Linked DNA regions of Pan troglodytes: region 1 is linked to region 2. Evidence: chromatin contacts called from public HiChIP or PLAC-seq data. All regions are on one chromosome and are shown on one strand. The core of a region is the stretch at or near the end of the contact, and the rest is flanking DNA. Distances in the headings are between cores, read along the strand shown. Region 1 holds the start of SMYD3 (SET and MYND domain containing 3). Region 2 holds the start of LOC104004823.

Region 1 (5,735 bases), core at 1,494-3,993, 190 kb after region 2:
AACTCCCAATGGACTTGGATGTGGGGGGCCCTTGGTTCCATAATAATTTCAAACAGAGCTGCTGAGCTCATGTCCCTTCTGAATGTGTCCTGGACAGCCCTGGGACCATGGGGCAGGCTTAGCCCAGGAAGCCCATGGGGACCCCCATATCAGGCCCTGCCTAGGCCCATCAGGACTAAGAGGGAAGTTGGGAGATACCCCCACAGCAGCATGGGCACCTGCATCTGGCCCCCTTGGTGGCCAATGACGGGCATGCCTAGAAGGAGCCAGGGTGGCACCCCACCAGCTGCCCCGCAATCCCAGACACCTTGGAAAATGCTGTTCAATGAGGAAGCCGGTCCCGTCAAGGCCATGAGAGAGAAAGGTGAGCATGGCATCCCTGCAGCCCAGCCAGCCAGTAGCATGCCCTGGGTCCTTGGTCCCAACCTGTGGAACAGTGTCCCCCTCCCAGGGCACAATTCGCAGGCCAAGAGGGGCCTGGCCTAGACCCCAGCCCTGGGAAGAGCGGGGAACCAGGGGTGTGGTGGGCTCCCAGCTGCAGTCAGCATGGCCATGCAGGGGGCCCTGGTACCACGGAGCTCTGCACTGTCACAATTCACCTCGCGGGGGCCGGCGAGATCCCGAAGCCTTGCAGCAACTGCTGCAGCCACAGCAGGCGCCACCACCACGTGCCTTCCAGCCGCCAGTGCAGGGTTTCCCGACAGCAGGGTGTCCTGCAGCCCTCGCCTCAGCGGCTCAGATGCTGAAGGTATCTGTGGTTCATGTTTCTAGTGCTCCCACCAAAGAGAATCACTACGGAGGATGCTCTTGGTCCTGAGGTGAGCAAAACAGCACGCCCTGTGAATGGAGCCGGCTTCTTTCCTGGCCACCATGCTTGCTGGATGGGCCCATGGAGCAAGTGGCCTTGAGACGGGCATGGGAACAGAAGAGGCTCAGCATCCTGCACGTGCCCTTACCGAGGCTCACCAGGCTGACACCACTGCTGAGCGCCCCTCCGTGGATGAGACACTTGCACCCAATCTCTGGGTTGGCACCATTTCCCAGGAGGACCAGCTGGCCACCTGCTGGCAGGCTAATCACACTGCGGAGGGGGCTGAGATTGGCTTTCACTGCACCAAGCCACAATGTGGACATGGATTTGCCAGCCCTGCAGTGCACACAGCACTGCTTCTGACCAGGACACCCCATTCACAGCTGGGGATGTGCAGCATTGCGCTCCCACCTCAGGGCCTTGGCTCTGCCACCTCGACTTGGAATGTTCTCAGCTCCCTCCAGGCTTCTAGAAGCATCTGGGACACAGCTCATGGCTGGATAAGCACCCGAGGCCCCACAACCCAAACAAGCTTCCCATCCTCATTTTATTTTTTGTCAAACTTATGAAAATTTATTAAGATATGACTTACATCCCTGGTAAGTGCACAGCTTAAAAGATATTCACAGATGGAACACACCAGCCCTAGATCACAAAGCCAACCATGCCCAGCCCCTCCCAGCACCCCCAGCCCTGAAACCAGTGTTCTGACTTCTGACGGCACCACGAGCCTGCCTTTTGTACTTTACACTCATGGAAACATAACCACCTTCATGTTTTAAAATAAATGTTTACTTTTGAAATGACTTTAGATACACAGAAAAATTGAAAGGCACTATAGTGTACTCCTACACCTTCCATCCAGCTGCCCTTAATAATGACATTTTGCATTACCATGGCACGTTAGTCCAAACTAAGAAATTTAGGCCGGGTGGGCTGGGCGCGGTGGCTCACGCCTGTAATCCCAGCACTTTGGGAGGCCGAGGCGGGCGGATCACAAGGTTAGATCAAGACCATCCTGGCTAACACGGTGAAACCTCGTCTCTACTAAAAATACAAAAATTAGCCGGGCGTGGTGGCAGGCGCCTGTAGTCCCAGCTACTCAAGAGGCTGAGGCAGGAGAATCGCTTGAACCCGGGAGGCAGAGGTTGCAGTGAGCCAATATCGTACCACTGCATTCCAGCCTGGGCGAGAATGAGACTCCGTCTCAAAAAACAAAACAAAACAAAACAAAACCCCCAAAAACAAAAAAGAAAATTAGGCTGGGTGTGGTGGCTCACACCTGTAATTCCAGCAATTCGAGAGGTCAAGGCAGGAGGTTCAGGTTCACTTGAGGCCAGGAGTTTGCGACTAGCCTGGGCGACATAGGTAGACTGTCTCTGGAGGAAAGTAAAAAACATTAGCCAGGCATGGTGGCGTGTGCCTATAGTCCCATCTAGTCAGGAGGCCCAGGCGGGAGGATTGCACATGCCTGTAGTCCCAGCTACTCGGGAGGCTGAGGCAGGAGAATCGCTTGAACCCGGAGGTCGGAGGTTGCAGTGAGCCGAGATCTCGCCACTGCACTCCAGCCTGGGCGACAGAGCAAGACTCCGTCCTAAAACAAAAAAAAGTTACAGTGCAAAGTACTAGTTGTGATGTCATGATGCCTGCAACTTTGAAATAGTTTAACGACAATACGTGCATACATAGCTACAGGTGGGGAGAGAGTGACGAGCAGAAATGGCAAAGTGCTAGGTTGTCTGATTTAGGCGGAGGTATACAGGTGTTCACTGCACTGTTTTCAACTGTTCCGTATGCGTTAAAATGATCGTAATACAATGTTAGAGGGGGAAAAAAACCCCGCCTGTCTTCTGCGCAGTCGCCATGGGCACGAGCCGCACGCGGAGCCTTACGACTACCTTCAGGTCCCACACACGCCACTCCAGCCGTCCCTCCAGACTCCATCTGCGCATGCTCATGCCCCATCGCGCCCGCCCCGCCCCTCGGGCGTACGTGTGCGCGCAGGGCGCAGGCGCGCGGGTCCCGGCAGCCCGTGAGACGCCCGCTGCTGGACGCGGGTAGCCGTCTGAGGTGCCGGAGCTGCGGGAGGATGGAGCCGCTGAAGGTGGAAAAGTTCGCAACCGCCAACAGGGGAAACGGGCTGCGCGCCGTGACCCCGCTGCGCCCCGGAGAGCTGCTCTTCCGCTCGGATCCCTTGGCGTACACGGTGTGCAAGGGCAGTCGTGGCGTGGTCTGCGACCGCTGCCTTCTCGGGTGCGTATGGAGCGCCCTCGCCCACCTGAGTCGCGAGCTGTGTGGGGTGCTGGGGGGGGCGTCGGGCGGGCGGCAGCCGCGGGACTCCGGCTGGATGGGGCTGCACAGGCAGCTTGGCGGTGCTGCCCCTGACGCGCGTGTGCCCGGGGGCGGGTCGCTGCTGACAGGCCCCGCCCGGACACCCCCCTAGGTTGCCGCAGCGAGGTTGGGGAGGGGGCCCAGGCTCAGCCACTGCCCCCCAACCTGGGCTGCGGTGGAAATGGGAAAGCCATTGGGCAGACTTAAGGGGGAAGCGTCGTGCCGGGGGTAATTTTGCTGGGAAACGAAAAGTCTGTGTGCTGGACAGTCTTCCTTGGTGCGGCTGTGGAAATCACAGGTGGCGGGCGTGGGGCTGGGTGGGAGCTGGGATGAGTATAAATCAGGCTCCCCCGCAGAGGCCCCGCCGGTAAAGCATCAGGCTTGCAGGAGGTGGAAGAATCTTGATGTTTACAGTGCACCTCTGTGGTCTGGGTTGTGTGTGGCCTGGGGATACGAAGATGAACGGGACCGCCTCAAGGAGCTGATCAAGTGAGAGAGAGAATTACAGTGTACCAGAGGGGCTGGAATAGAGGGGCAATTAATGTGCTGTGGGAGCATCAGACACGGGTCCCCCGTGTGCTGTGCCATTTAATGGCTGTGCAGGCATGTCTAACTCTTAACCACCATTCTAGATGCAGGGATTCACGTGAAGGTGTTTTGGAAGCCTGGACGCGCTGTGCAGGTGTAAAGTGCTATGTGAAAGCAATTTATGGAAATGTGTAACATACATGAATAATAGGAACTGCATTCAGTCAACAAATATTATTGAGCTTCTGTGTGCGAGGAAGAAGAGTTCTATTTTGAGATGAGTGCGATGATTTTGTGCATGGCCGCTTTTCAGACCTGCCAGTCTGAGATTTAGGTGGGTGGAGGTGGGACGGTAAGTGCAAAACTCGTATCTGTAATTTGACCATTGTTCTTACTTTGTTCTCATTTGATTCATAATTCAGGAATATGACTTTGCATTTTAGAGCTACCAAATAATAATTTTGTCTGTTGCTTTCTGAAGTAATGATAACAGCGAAAACATCTGTTCGGGAGAGAGCAGCATCTTGAAGTTTTTGTAAACTGTGTGGTTGAAAACAATTCGTTCCTTTCAAGATAGTTCTTGGAACAGAAAAGTTTTGGAATGAATAAATGGTGACAAATTGGCAATTGAATCATTAGAGCTGAAGTTGAGTCTTGTGACACACGGAATTGTGCATTTCCAAAATTAGCTACACAAACCCTTTGTGGGTGGGATGCTTGTTGATTTACCATACTATTTCGTTAGTCTCATTCATTTTTCCTGTTTGCAGTAACTGTGGGGATTTAAGCAAAAAAGGAATTTAATGAAAGAGTTTTGGGGGAGTTCTCAGTGTTGCTTTAAAGTCTGCCAAGACTTGACTGGGCATCGGCTGAAACCAAGTTAGGATTGCACTGCAAAAGTAGTTGGGGCTGGGATCTGGGGTGTATATCACTTCTGTCGCCTGATAATATTGGATTCTGCAGTAGATACCACGAACACCATAGACACTGGACCCTGGTGCTGCTGCTGCTGCTGCTCCTTGGGAAACTCACTGTTGCTGGAGAATGATTCTCTCAACCATTCTTCTTTGTGATACTGGCTTTTATTCAAAGTCCTCAGTGAGTGTCTTGGATTGGCTAAACTTAGGTCACTGCCTGCACCCCTAGCTGCGAGGGAGGTTGAGACGGTATTTAGCCTTTTTGGCTTTTAAGATAGAAGGCAGGCTCACTCTACTTCCCACCGATAGTTATCCAGTGGGGAAATCAGCAAACATAAACATAGAAAAAGGGATATAAGTAAATGCTAAGCATCTAAACAAAACAAGCTAAACAGATTCTTCATAATGACTGACAAATACTTACTAGTATTTTACACAGACACAAAATATTTGCACTTACTTTGGATTGCCAGGATACACAGTTCACTTGTGTTGTGGTAGTAGTTGCTCTGTTTGAACACTCCCATTTCAGTGGTTATAGTGTTCCAAAGAGCCTGGTTGGGAATCACTGCAACCTGAAAATAGTGTTAGGGAAATGTTAGTGCATTGTTTGATGCAGTTTTCTGCCACTGTTGAATGCCTGTCCTTGAGGGATAAGTTTCTGTATTATTTGTCATCTTGTAAGTAAAATTTGTTTCTCTTTATTCACTGTCCATTGTGAAGTCTTTAAGAATAGTGCATCTTTCAATTTTTGTAGCCCCAGTGTCTAACACATAGTAAGCCCTTAGTATGAATGTCTGGCAGAATTTTCCTCCTAACTGTCCCTGTCCTTCTGCTGCCTTCCATCTGAATTAAGTATGGAATGAAAATGTTAGTTTGTAGCAATTAACAGTTACATGGGAAAGGAAAAATCAAAATAGAATTAAAAAAACAGATATTGATGATAATTACAGTCATGCACTGCATAACGACATTTTGGTCAGCGAAAGACCAGATACATGACAGTGGCCCTGTATGATTATATCATTTTTTAACTGTACTTTTTCTGTGTTTAGGTACATTTAGATACACAAATACTTACCATTGTTTTATAGTTACCTACAGTATTCAGTACAGTAACATGCGGTACAGGTTTATAGCCTCAGAGC
Region 2 (5,963 bases), core at 58-2,557:
CTGGGCAAGGGATGGAGCAGGCAGTTCTGAAGTCACATCCTCATACTCTTTCTGCTTTAGTTTAAGGGAGAGAAGTTGGCTTCGAGGGTGAAAAAAAAATCCCAGGTGGGTTCTGATTGCCTCAGCTGGGAACAGGTGCCTGCGCCAGGGCCGGCTGCCACGTGTGAGGTGGGACCCGAGTCCTCCGCCCTCTGAGACAGCAAGGTGTTGGAAAGGATCTAAAACACGAATTCCATCTCACGTGTGTATATAGACGGCAGCTCCATTTGTTGTTCCTTCTAGGGGGTCCATACTTGTATCAGTCTGAGTCCAGTCCGGAGAGAGAAATCACATAGTAATTTGAACAGAGAAAATTCAATATAAAGAATTATTTACTAGAGCAAGGGATTACAGCCATGAGGGGCTGGCTAGTAACAAAGAAAGAAAAGTCCAGTGAACCAGCCCCAGGACTGAGAGAGCCCCCACCCCGGCCCCAGGCGGAGATCCAGACCTGTGCAGCTGTGACTCTGAATGGCAGAGAAGTTGTTGTGGTGCCCTGTGGCAAATCCTTCTGGAAGTCGGCCCTCCGAGGTGCCAGGTGTCTTGATTGCTAGAGGCATGCTGCTATAAAACGGCACCGGGGCTGGCGGGCGCCGGGCTGAGCAGGGAGGTTCCGTCTCCTGGGAAACGGCACCAGGGCTGGCGGGCGCCGGGCTGGGCAGGGAGGTTCCGTCTCCTGGGTGCTGCTGGCTGCAGTTCCTGTAGGAGTGGGGCACTGGGGGAACCACCCAGTGAGCACCCTGGAACCCAGAAGCAAGTCAACCTCTTTTCCTTCTCCAGTGTCTCTCTATCACCCTCTACTGGCAAGATTTCAGTGCTAGCTAGCCCGGGAAAAAATATTTAAAGGTCCAGATCCATTTTCACAGAGTAGTCCAAAAGGGGGAATTTGGAGCTGAGAGTCCAAGATGGAAAAACTGGTCTGGGCGTGGCAGCTCACGCCTGTAATCCCAGCACTTTGGGAGGCCAAGGCAGGAGAATCACTTGCACCCAGGAGTTAGAGACCAGCCTGGGCAACATAGTGAGATGTCTCTATGAAAAATAAAAATTAAGAAAATTGCCAGTCCTGGTGGTACATGCCTGTAGTCCCAGCTACTTGAGAGGCTGAGGCAAGAGGATAGCTTCAGCCCAGGAGTTGGAGGCTGCAGTGAGCTATGGTAGCGCCACTGCACGCCAGCGTCTGGCCAACAGAGCAAGACCTTGTTGCAAAAAAATTGTATATATATATATATGATGCATAATATCTCAGATTACTCTCTGTTGGGGAAATATTCAGATTTTAGAAGCCATAAAGCAATGAAATAGATATTTAGCATCAACTATGTGTTATGTTTAGATTTGAATCTAACAGAAATTAGGCACTGTAGATCCTTGTTTAGCAGTGTGATAGGATGAGAGCAAGTCTACCACATGAAGCTTCCTTTTAGATGCTTAAAATCACAGGGTAGGAAGGCTTGCTTCCTCTCCAGTTATTAAAGAAATTAAATTTAAAATTATATCATGTACCATTTTACACCTACCGGCATAAATGAAGATGATAATGAACCCAGGGCTGGTCAAGTATTGGATACAGACATGTGTAAACATCACTGGTGTCACCAGTTTATTACAGGGGTTCAGTCTTTTTGAAGGAAAATAATAAAACAAGAGCCTTAAAACAATCTTACCCCTTATTCAGTAATCCAAAAACCTCTGAATGTATTTCTAAGTAAAAAGTTCAAGGCCAGGTGCAGTGGCTCATGCCTGTAATCCCAGCAATTTGGGAGGCGGAGGTGGAAGGATCGCGTGAGCCCAGGAGTTTGAGATCAGCCTGAGCAACATAGGGAGACCCTGTCTCTACAAAAATTTTAAAAAATTAGCCAGACGTGGGGGCGTGCAGCTATGGTCCCAGCTACTTGGTAGGCTGAGGTGGGAGAATCACCTGAGTCCAAGAGTTTTAGGCTGCAGTGAGCTATGATCACACCACTGCCCTCCAACCTGGGCAACAGAACAAGACTCTGTGTCTAAAATCATAATAATAATAATAGTTCAAAACAAAGGTCTATCTGTACAATAATATTTACAGTAGTATTCATTTATTATAGAGAGAAAGGTAGAAAACCCAAATGTCTAATGAATAAAGAAAGGTTACAGCCAGACTCAGTGGCTCATATCTGTCATCCCAGCGCTTTGGGAGGCTAAGGCGGGCGAATGGCTTGAGCCCAGGAGTTTGAGACCAGCCTGGGAAACATGGAGAAACCTGTCTTTACAAAAACTACAAAAATGAGCCAGGCATAGTGGCATGCGCCTATAGTCCCAGCTACTCAAGAGGCTGAGGTGGGGGGATTGCCTCAGCCCAGGAGATTGAGGCAGCAGTGAGCTGTGATCTCGCTGCTGCTCTTCAGCCTGGGCAACAGAGTGAGACCCTCTCTTAAAAAAAGAAAAAAGGAATATGAGGATGAAATTAGGCAAAGTGAAGAAAATAGCAAAAAAAAAAAGTTTACATACTATGATTATAACTATGGGGAAGAAACTTTATACACAGGTTACATGAATATACTAAAAACCACAGAATTGTTCACCAAGTTTTTGAATTTTATGGTATATGAATTATATCTCAAATGTAAAAAAAGAAAAAACACTAACTGAGGCCACAGGGATATGTAAAACATTTCTGTGGTAAAGGAGGGAGATGTTTTGCTTATGTGTTCCTCCAAAGTTGTTTAAATCTGAAGTTTTAAGTTAAAGGTTTGATTCTGCAGTCTCTGTCCTACTTTTTTGTAGTAGGCCAAAGTTGTTCCCTCACCACACAGCCCTCAACGGGGCTCACTCTCCTTTTTTTTTTTTTTTTTTTGAGATGGAGTCCCACTCTGTCTCCCAGGCTGGGGTGCAGTGGCGTGATCTCGGCTCACTGTAGCCTCCGCCTCCTGGGTTCAAACGATTCTTCTGGCTCAGCTTCCTGAGTAGCTGGGATTACAGGTGCCCGCCACCACGCTCGGCTAATTTTTGTATTTTTAGTAAAGACGGGGTTTCACCATATTGACCAGGCTGGTCTTGAACTCCTGACCTCGGGATCTGCCTGCCTCGGCCTCCCAAAGTGCTGGAATTACAGGCGTGAGCCACCATGCTCGGACGCTCGCTCTGCTTCTGAGGGGTCTTCTACTCCCACGAGTAGACAGGTCAGGCTGCAAATACCCAGCCGCCATCACACTGGTGGGAAATGTCCCCTGAGCCGGAGTCAGGGACTCAGAGGGGCAATGGTGCTTCCGACCGCTGAGGGTTCATTTCCTTCAGGGGACTGTCCATCGGGGGCGGTGTGGCGCCTGGAGCTCACACGTGTGCAGAGCCTCAGCCACTGCTCTGAGAACTCAGCAGTCAGAGTTCTATACACAAGGGGCTTAAGGGCTGCAGTCTAATTGGACGGGGGAGATGCAAGTGCCAAGAAAACATGGTGCTTGGACTTAGATTGCATACTCATTCAGGGTGGCTTTGGAGAATGCCCGTAACAGTTATGAAGATAGAGGCAAAAGCTTCCACAAGCGACCACATGGTGATGCCAACCAAATAAGGTAAATGTCATGACTATCGTCCACATCTCATACCAGCAAACAGGCTTTGTGTGAGCAACAAGGCTGTTTATTTCACCGGGGTGCAGGTGGGCTGAGTCTGAAAAAGGAGTCAGCAAAGGATGGTGGGATTATCATTAGTTCTTATAGGTTTGGGATGGGCGTACAAAGTACATTGTCAAGGGCGGGGGAGAATATATCGTATTAGTTAGGGTGGGGCAGGAACAAATCCCAATGGTGGAATGTCGTCAGTTAAGGCTATTTTCACTGCTTTTGTGGATCTTCAGTTGCTTCAGGCCATCTGGATGTGTACATGCAGGTCACAGGGGATACGATGGCTTAGCTTGGGCTCAGAGGCCTGACAACACATGAGGAAATGGAGCTTAGAGAGGTTGAGTGACTTGCCCAAGGTCACATAGCTGGCCCAAGATGGAGCTGGGCATGAGCTTACTCCCTGGGATGATGGCGCCCATGCTTTGTGGCATCAGCATTACTGCAGCACAGCTTACATGTCTTACCAAAATGCTTCCTCTTTAGGAGGTGGGGTTGTGACCTGGACAAGGACACATTCTTCCCAAATCAATGACTGCAACACTTAACACTTCTCATGTAATTGGAAACCAATGAATATTGTTTGGGCAGGGCGCGGTGGCTCATGCCTGTAATCCCAGCACTTTGGGAGGCCGAGATGGGCGGATCACGAGGTCAGGAGATCGAGACCATCCTGGCTAACACGGTGAAACCCCATTTACACTAAAAATACAAAAAATTAGCCAGGCGTGGTGGCAGGCGCCTGTAGTCCCAGCTACTTGGGAGGCTGAGGCAGAAGAATGGCGTGAACCCAGGAGGCGGAGCTTGCAGTGAGCCCAGACTGTGCCACTGCACTCCAGCCTGGGTGACAGGGCGAGACTCCGTCTCAAAAAAAACAAAAAAAACAAAAAACAAAAAAGAATATTGTTTGAATGGATGAATAAATGAATATCAAGTAAATAAAAGAGGCAAAGCCATCATAGCAGTCTTTTTAAAAAAAAACTGTATTTTCTGGGGATACTTAAATACAATTCCCAGAAAATACAGTTATCCTATTAATTCTAGTAACTCTCCTTGTCTCTTGGGTATGTGAACATAGATTATGTGTGAATATACACACGTGTGTGCTCTGTCTACTTCTGGCCAATGTTAAGCTTACCTAGATTACTTAATGTAGAGTGGATATAATAGAATGGATATATTCATAGCTGCTAGATTTAGGAAGGCAGTATTATTTTAACAGGCTACTAGCTTGCTTCTTTAGCAGTTACAATTCTATAACTGTATGATTGTTCCTTTTCTTTTTCTTCTTCTTTTTTTTTAAATTTATTTTGGGAGGCTGAGGTGGGTGGATCACTTGAGCCCAGGAGTTTGAGACTAGCCTGGGCAACATGGTGAAACCCTGTCTCTACAAAAAATATAAAAATTAACCAGGCATGGTGATGCATGCCTGTAATAACAGCTACTCAGGAGGCTGTGGCGGGAGGATTGCTGGAGCCCAGGAGGTTGAGGCTGTAGTGAGCTATGATGGCACCACCACACTCCAGCCTGGGTGACAGAGTGAGGCCCTGTCTCAAAAAAAAAAAAAAAAAAAAAAAAGAAAACAAAAACCAAAAAACAAACAAACAAAAAAACCTTGGCCAACCCTGTCTTATGTAGTTAAATTATAAACGTGATATTTTAGAACATTGGGATGGATGTATGCTGAAGGGTACTAGATATCTGGGGTACAGTTAATCTTGGGATATTAAGATCTTGATGTATGATTAGACCCTGGAGGGTGTCATGCAAGTCCTTGAGAAGATACCACCAAACAGGCTTCATGTGAGCAATAAAGCTTTTAATCACCTGGATGCAGGCAGACTGAGTCCGTAAAAGGAGTCAGCAAAGGGAGATCGGGGGGTGAGGCAGTTTTATAGGATTCGGGTAGGTCGTGGAAAATTACAGTGAAAGGGGGTGTTCTCTTGCGGGCAGGGGCGGGGGTCACAAGGTGCTGGTGGGGAGCTCCTGAGATTCATTGTCCAGGAGAAGGAATGTCACAAAGTCAATTGATCAGTTAGGGTGGGGCAGGAACAAGTCACAATGGTGGAATGTCATCAGTTGAGGCAGGAACTAATAAGTGGCTATTTTCACTTATTTTGTGGATCTTCAGTTGCTTCAGGCCATCTGGATGTATACGTGAGGGTCACAGGGGATATGATGGCTTAGCTTGGGCTCAGAGGTCTGACAGAGGGCATCTCGTCCATCTGCCCGCAGGATTCCTGATTTCACCCCTTCACCCATCCCTTATCTTTCCAATAGTCAGTTTTCCTTTGAACATCTTCCTTAGAAGATGACCTCACCTTCAGAAGA

The links. HiChIP or PLAC-seq counts read pairs in DNA pulled down with a chosen protein or histone mark.
Region 1: a contact with region 2 is called in an H3K4me3 HiChIP or PLAC-seq map of stem cell-derived excitatory neurons, with 5 times the contacts expected there. The contact joins the promoter of SMYD3 here to the promoter of LOC104004823 in region 2. A contact is called at or near these places in 1 of 7 Hi-C or Micro-C datasets (stem cell-derived neural progenitor cells) and 1 of 1 datasets of contacts at active chromatin or transcription factors (stem cell-derived excitatory neurons).

The regions. Positions count from the first base shown.
Region 1 is chr1:2,621,103-2,626,837 of NHGRI_mPanTro3-v2.0_pri, forward strand. SMYD3 (SET and MYND domain containing 3) reads left to right here and starts at 2,744. Exons shown (of 12, transcript XM_514316.9): 1 at 2,744-3,064. The coding sequence starts at 2,901. It also overlaps the pseudogene LOC112208344.
Region 2 is chr1:2,436,281-2,442,243 of NHGRI_mPanTro3-v2.0_pri, forward strand. LOC104004823 reads right to left here and starts at 1,308. Exons shown (of 3, transcript XM_063789995.1): 1 at 242-1,308.